Linked DNA regions of Gadus morhua: region 1 is linked to region 2. A link is a contact called in public Hi-C data. All regions are on one chromosome and are shown on one strand. Each heading gives the region's core, a stretch centred on a gene start, on an enhancer-like site or on the middle of the called end of the contact. The rest is flanking DNA. Distances are from core to core; before and after follow the strand shown.

Region 1 (3,873 bases), core at 1,141-3,640, 140 kb before region 2:
TATCTTATTGGCCTTTCTATTGTCCTTGCGTGCTACATACGCTAACATAAACATGCTTTAACCAGTATATAAAGAATTACAATGTTATCACAACACTTTTCATTGGTGTTTATTCCGAGATGAATAGGTGCCGATTACACACACCAATAAAGACTGAATGTTATTGATCTGATCATAAGTGAGCTATATCTGGAAAACGTAACAATTGTGTTTTCCCCTCAAGAACACTGGGGTACATACGATGTTCCACGTTATAGCTTATTGCCCTGAGATGAGATACACTTTCCGTTGTAATGTAATATACAACAAGGAAAGTCCGCCACTTGCAGCCGTTCGGCCAAATGGCTGAAGAAATGAATTACGTTGTGAAGTGGAATGAAACCCTGGCCTTTCCAGAGAAACTGAGACATCAGCCAAGCTGCTGACCGGACCACATCAGCCATAATATCCCACATCTGTGTCCAACACAAAGTAAGTTCAGAAATTAGGCGGCTGGCAATTGACCACAATAAATTCAGCAAAATTGCCCCTCAGGTTATTGAACCTGCCGTATCCGTTAGTGAAAGGAGTGGAGACAGCTCTGTTCTCACTGCTGGACCAACAGTTTGAGTGCTATTAAGATAAGCTATGAGGCGTTGGTTGTCCAGATTACCACACCAGTCACCTGCAGGATTCACCACATGGCCCACCTTCATCAAGATGGATGGTCCCGCTAGAGTTATTACTGATTAGTTGGCCACCAGGCTTCTTATTGTTTTTAGACTGTTACTCTCATCTAAAAATGGGTGACTCAATTGTGTAAATCCACACTGGGGGAATGTGGTGAACCATTTCCTTCTCTGTGGCTCTATGTGACATGAATAATTCATGTTTCTTCGACAAAGAATTCCTTCGACCTCCAATCAAAGCCAAGTTTACCTTAGGGTCTGTTATTCCAATATTAGTAGAATAAGGAACATCGATAGTGTTGACTCATGAAAAAGAGTTGGAAATAAACGGTTTTCAGGGAAATTGTTGATGTGAGGGGAATGACTTTTAAAGCTGACCGTAACTGTCAATTTGAACTACAGAAAATTTAGATTTAAATACGTCTCTCCAAGCTCAAAAGATGTAGATGCATGTACCAAACACAAGTTGACCGTTACCTGTCATATTGAACTACAGAAAATAAATGCCGTTTGTGTCTGCTACCATCTAGTGGTAGGGCGAATGCATCAGTTCTCTGATCATATAATAGTGTGTTGTTACCCAACCCAAGTACTGTTGTCTTGTTTTCTTGGATCTAATCTTTTTCTGATCAAGAAAAGTTGATTGTACGATGTGCAAATTATTAATAATATGCCATATTATTATATCTAGAGCACTTTGTGCAAGTGTGAAGAATACTTGGACAGTCCAATTAGATAACACAGTGGGCATTTTAGTAACCCAAAACATGCCTTGAAGAATGAAAGGTGAAAAGGGTATTCAAGTGGAAGAATTGAGAACCTTCTCTTCTCTTCATCATCCCTCCCACATTCCAATCAGATGTTCATATGTGCAGCCATAGCACCAAGAACCTGCTATTCTTGATGTAAAATATGTTGATCCTTAGTACCATCTTCTTGTTCTTCTGCTAGGCACAACAGACAAAGTGTTTTTCATGCGTGGTACCTCGCTGATAGAACCTGCTCCCCAAAGGTTGGAGTCCCTATCGCTTTAGAAGGCACCTGAAGAATAATGTCTCCCGCCAACACAAGAGTTGCCAGTGACATAAGGACTAACGTTTGTTTCTTTGTTCCTTCAACCATCCTGTAGAAAAAAAAAGTATATATTTTTAACGTAGCTTTTAATGCAGCACTCCAATATGGACTGAAATGCCTGATCTTGAATCCACTGGAGAGGTTGTTAAACAAGTTGTCTGCTTAATAACTAAACATAAATGATTGCCACTATATGTTTTGCCACAGCAAAGATAGCAGCCAGTCAAGCCAAGTGTAGATATATTAACAACATAAGTTGTTGCATAATACTTGAAAGTAAAAGTATTACTGTCAAAAATATTCTCTTGAAAATAACTGGGCTTGGCTTTGAAAACTAAGTTCTAAAAGCCTTCTGATCTGAATGTACATTTTAACAGACAAAAGGCCACATACGGGGCCCCATTTAATTAAATAATTTGTTAATATTTTTTTGTATTTTATGCCTCATTTGGCCATTCCTATAGAGTATACAGTCTAGCAGGTAATGAAAATATGTCCCCATATTATGTTATTGTTCCTGAAGTCGTGCTATTTTAAGATTAGAAGGAGACGTCTGAGAAATGACAGTTTTAGAAAACAAACTTTCTGCCTAGAATCTCCCCCCCCCCCCCCCCCCCCTCGCGGTGCATGCTGGGACGCTGCGGGAGCAAGGAGCCGCACGACGCCATCTTTAAACCCCACAATAAGCTTCAGCTGAACACGGGTGGCAACGCAGCGAAACGAACCACACGTCGGACTACAAGTTGTGATCTTCGGACTGGTGGGGACTGTGTTGTGTTGGAAGTGTGACACTGAGCTACTGCTGGACCCTGCAGTGGACAGTAGAGGGCTGTGGTCCGGGAACGAGGCTTGCTACGATGCGGACGATCTAGTGATCGGACACAACAATAGACGACAACAACAAGGGGACGAGCCCGCTAGCATGTAGCAGGCTAAACTCGGAGCAAATCAGCGGAGGTGGAGCTAGCCTAGCTCGTAGCTTAGCGGCTAGCTGCTTCGTAGCGAGCTAATCAACAGCGGCAGACCCGCGAGGAGACATCAGACCGGACGGGTTGTTGACGATAACAGAGCACCTCGGGTGTAGTCGTCGTTGTGTTCAAGTTATTATTAGTTATCATAATTTAAGTGTTTAGTAATTGTTAGGACTGGGACGACGCGAGGCGAGGCTACCTCTCCCTCCTCCAGGCACCCGCCCGCTCCACCGCAACTGCCTGCCCGCCGATCCCCGTCCCCCCCCGGCGGCCCGGCCGGAGATGCGCGGTGGAACATGTCGGTGTCGGGGCTTAAGGCCGAGCTGAAGTTCCTGGAGTCCATTTTCGACCCGAACCACGAACGATTCAGGATCATCGACTGGAAGCCCGACGAACTGAGCTGCCAGTTCAACGTGACGGGGGAGAAGCTGCTGATTATCCACTGTAACATCACGGTGGGTGGATGGCACCAACCCCAGCCCTTGTTGTCCCCGGCTTGGCTAGCCTCCGTTAGCCTAGTTAGCTTCACTTAGCAGCTAGCCCCGCTTTACAAACAGCCACTGGGCTCATTTTTTTGTCGTCTTTGTGTGTGGGATGTTGAGTTGTGTTATTATGCGACCTGTTGGGTTAAAATGCGAAATGATTGTGTGTAGTGTTGTGTTGTGAACTTCAGATCGGAACGGATCAGTGTGGCAGGACGTTACACAACAGACAGTTCAAGTGCACAATCTGGTTCTATCAAATGTTGCTGCGTTGTTGTGTTGATGTGATGTAATCTCTATCCAGGAGTCCTATCCGTCCACACCGCCCATATGGTTCGTAGACTCCGATGACCCCAGCCTAACGCAAGTCTTGGAGCGGTTGGAGGATGTCAGAAGAGGCAATACATTGGTTGGTATACCGGTCTGCGTTTATCCACTGCATACACGGTGGTGGCCGGCTGAGAATTGTTCATTTCAGGCCCCAGCGTTTTTAGAAATCCTTTGTCATCACAATCTGTTGACATCGTTTTTGTCGTACTATGGTGACGTAATTCTGGGCTTTTGTAGACTTTATTTCCTGCTGGTGGGCAATGAGCCACCATAATGTTGTGTCAGTAGGTGCATTCTTCAGATTAGACCGACTGTACTTATTGCTTTTGAACACCCTATAGTCCACTT
Region 2 (3,847 bases), core at 650-3,149:
ACATGTCCAGCATGCTGGGGTCGGCGAACTGAACGAAGAGATCCTTGTCTTGCAGAACCCCTGCGAAAACACGCGCCAGACATGTGATGAAACAAAGGACTTGATTCTAGCATTGTGAGAGAAACCCCATCTCATGACGTTCCAAAGGCCAAGCAGGAACCACGTGCTCTTACCCAGAGCCACCGCATCCGACTTAAGGCCCGGGGTGGCCACGATGATCTGGTCCAGAGACTCCTTATTGGTCAGCATTTTAGTCACCTGGGAAGGGGGAACACGATTTACCTATGCTTGTTTCTTACTGCGGGCAGATTGCTGCATTCTGCTTCTTCACAATACAAATAATACAGCACAACATGGTCAATATTGGTTTGCTGCTAAGTGGGTTATAAAAACAACACGCAAACAACTCTATCTAGTGTTTGATCTGTAACTAGATGTAACTAGGTCAAATCACACAGTATTGTGGGAGTACCTTAACCAAGCCTTGAATAATAGTGCAGAGTACTATACTCGCAGTCACAATAATGCATATCCATGATGGTACTCACAGAGTCTCTGTAGGCCGTGTTGACAGAGTGCAGAGCCGCGTGGAAGACTCTGAACTCTCTCGCTGCCGTGGCCCGGTTCACAGGCTCTGAGGGCAATCAGGAGACACGTTTAGAGTAACACTGCCCTGCACACTGCAAACTATATGCAACATCTCAAGCGACATACCTGGGTTACAGTCAGTCTCTGGCCAAGTCTTTTTGAGAATGTGAAGGGTCGACTTTGGTTGAATTCCATAAGCGTCCAACGTTAGGTCGTCTTTCAGTTTGCGACCACAGTGGACAAGCTCTAGGAAACCACAAGGTAAAACAAGCTAATTTAGCAGGTAAAGCTAACTGCAGGACATAACAACATATGGCAACATACAGCTCAACTGCATGGTAATGCTGGCGTTAACAAACCTTTCGAATTTAGATAATCAACTGTTTTAAGGGCAGGTGATGATTACAATTTTCATTTAAATTGAATTTTATTTATTTTGTATAGCCCTTAATCACAGGTACAGTCTCAAAGAGTTGAACAGACCATGTATTAATGACAACGACAGGAATTAATGAAACAACCAAACAACACTAGATGCTGCAGGTTAGAAAGACCAGCATCGTTTGTGTAGGTCTACTACCTACACGAGTATTAGCTCTACTGGGCGGGTTGTTGAACTGACCTATCAGGTCGGGGTCGTTGACGGAGTCCGGGAGCTGGGCGGCCACCAGCTGCTTCAGGGTGGCGACCCGGTACTCCCCGGGGGGCACGTCCCCGGGCATCATCTCGGGGAAGTGGAAGGTGGATTTGGGCTGATCCACCACCTTCAGCGACAGCTGCCAGTCCACTGAAGTCATCTCCACCTGGGTGGCGACACGGAGGGACCGTGGTCAAAAAACCGACCAGTGTTAAGCAGCTATAGAGTCGGGGACCCCCGATCGCCGGTTCAGGGGGAGGGGGCTTCATCTTGCCCCGTTTAGGAAGTACTCCATACTAGAACAATCTGTTATGCCACCGACATGATGGTGTACATGAATATATATATATATATCAAACAGTGATGTTACAACATGTGTCTGTTATTATGTATATTAAACAGTACATTGTTTGTGTTATTGCTATTAGATGTGTGCTCTTTTATTTTTTTAAATAATGGCTGGTTGGCTGGATGGTACACAACACGAACCGCTAAATAACACCACCCCACTCACCAAAACATGCAGACGCCAACAATACTAGGGAGTTATAGCGAGGTTGTATCGCTACTCACCAGTGTTGTGTTGACGTCGTTCATTTCTGGGTTTATCACGTGGTCCAAAGCACCGAGACACGTGATCAGCTCAGCCAAAACCGATCATGTTTATTCGCTAATTTCTTATTTTCATGTTACATTTTTTTTTATATTACAGACAATTAAGCCAAATCAGAAAATACATTACGATAAATAAATACGTACAACGATTTATAAATACGTTCAACGTTCACACAGACCCCGACCCACACAAACAAACACATACTCACCAAATCATAATGTTAAACTCTTTAAATTAAGATATATGGAAATTAATCATCACATAAAGAACAACCACAGTTACGTCCCTGGTTGAAGAACGAATTAAAACCTGTTGGATAACACTGATTTTAAATTAGGCCTATATGAATGAACCATATGCATCTTAATGCATGAGGCGACTGAAAAAAACACACACACATGCAAACATTCAGCAAACAAACACACAGACATACATGCACACGCACAGAAGATATGATTTTAGCAGACGCGACATAAATGGTTAATTGCGGGGTCGGGCTGGTGGACCCCCGCCCCTCCTCATGACATCACCGCTGGACAAAGCGGCAAGGAGTGGTTTCACAGGGACGATCCAAAACCAAACGATAGGAAATAAAGAGTGGTACATTGGGGCAGATAAGTAGACAACCGGAGTAGTTGCACACTTTAGATCCCATTTTGGATATCCCGGCTGTTGGCTTCGGTCAGAGAAGTGTTGAGAGTGACACGTTGCTGGGAATGAACTGTTCCCCAAAATAAGATCAACCGCAAGTATCACTGCCGCTGGATGGTTGCTGATCCAAAACTTTTGCTCCTCTATCATGGTAAGCTTGATATATTACACTTAACTCTGAGCACGAGTATATTAAATGCGATGATCAAATCTGTATTTCCCCAGTAACAGTATAGCAAACATAAACAGGGATTTCCCAGACTGGCAACAACTGGGAGATACTCTGTGAAGTAAGCCTAAAACAGCGGTTTTCTATCGAAAGCTTATCATTAATTGACTTAATGGTTCGCTCAATGATAGGGCCTAGGAAAACACAGTTATCCCTTTTTTCCATTTTCCTCCCATGCAGCTGTTGCGTGGTGAAGGAAATGGACTGCGCCACCTTTCACATAAAGTTGGTACAACAGCATAACCACTGCCACAAATATTGGGTTTGCTACTTTCAATGGTCATTGGCACATTACAGCATAGGTCTACAACCAATAATGTGGTTTATTGGTATTATATAACTATATATACTTTAGTTTCAATATTATGTGTATTTCTATTTCTAATTAGTATTATTACATTCCCTAAAAGTCAGTGTATTTATTTAGTTAGATGTGTGTTAGGATGTTAGCATTTATTTAAACATATCATATTTTACAGATGTAAACATAGCCACAGACAGACAGACAGACGCACGCACGCACGCACACAAACACAACACAACACAACACACAGCAGGCTGTGCTGTGGTCACCACCTTAACCCTCTCTTTATTACGTTGGCACGTGGCATGTCTTTCTGATCAATATTATTACCCCGCCTCACGCTTTGCTACATATCCCAGTGAGACAGGAAGTAAGAGCTATTAAGAGATGCAGACAGGAAGTGAGCTTAGTCCTCCACACGCACCAACATGTACACACAAAGATGTAAATTAGGCCTGAAGCATTTGACCTGAAAGAAATGGGGCGGCAAATTTATAAAGTGTAGCCTAGTATTATGTCGAAAGTAAACTGGAGACATAATCTGGAATCGTAGCCTACATGGAACAATGAAAGATTGTCAAACTGCTTTTTTTGTCAAATGTTTAAAACTATTTTGGAAAACTTCTGAGGGCAACCAAAATCAACCCCTGGGGTTTAGATTTTTAATTAAGAAGGTTGAGTGAAAGCTAGATATGGATTGAGTTATTTCATAATACAGCTTAATGAAGGCTTATTGTCAGAGTAAAGTACACGCACATTATTGGTTTATTGTAAAAATATGGATAGCTGCCGTTAATTAATTAGTTAATAGGGAGTTAATTG

Evidence for each region. Hi-C and Micro-C count contacts between places; a contact is called where the count stands out from the background.
Region 1: a contact with region 2 is called in a Hi-C map of heart, with 2.2 times the contacts expected there. The contact joins the promoter of ube2q1 here to the promoter of LOC115558416 in region 2. A contact is called at or near these places in 3 of 6 Hi-C or Micro-C datasets (blood, gill and heart).

The regions. Positions count from the first base shown.
Region 1 is chr14:24,092,925-24,096,797 of gadMor3.0, reverse strand. It overlaps ube2q1 (ubiquitin-conjugating enzyme E2Q family member 1), which reads left to right and starts at 2,390. Exons shown (of 13, transcript XM_030376519.1): 1 at 2,390-3,168; 2 at 3,500-3,604. The coding sequence starts at 3,010.
Region 2 is chr14:23,953,384-23,957,230 of gadMor3.0, reverse strand. LOC115558416 (ubiquitin-like protein 7) reads right to left here and starts at 1,899. Exons shown (of 11, transcript XM_030376516.1): 1 at 1,799-1,899; 2 at 1,211-1,391; 3 at 715-834; 4 at 549-634; 5 at 174-258; 6 at 3-60. The coding sequence starts at 1,822. It overlaps cd276 (CD276 molecule), which reads left to right and starts at 2,337. Exons shown (of 8, transcript XM_030376522.1): 1 at 2,337-2,643. The coding sequence starts at 2,607.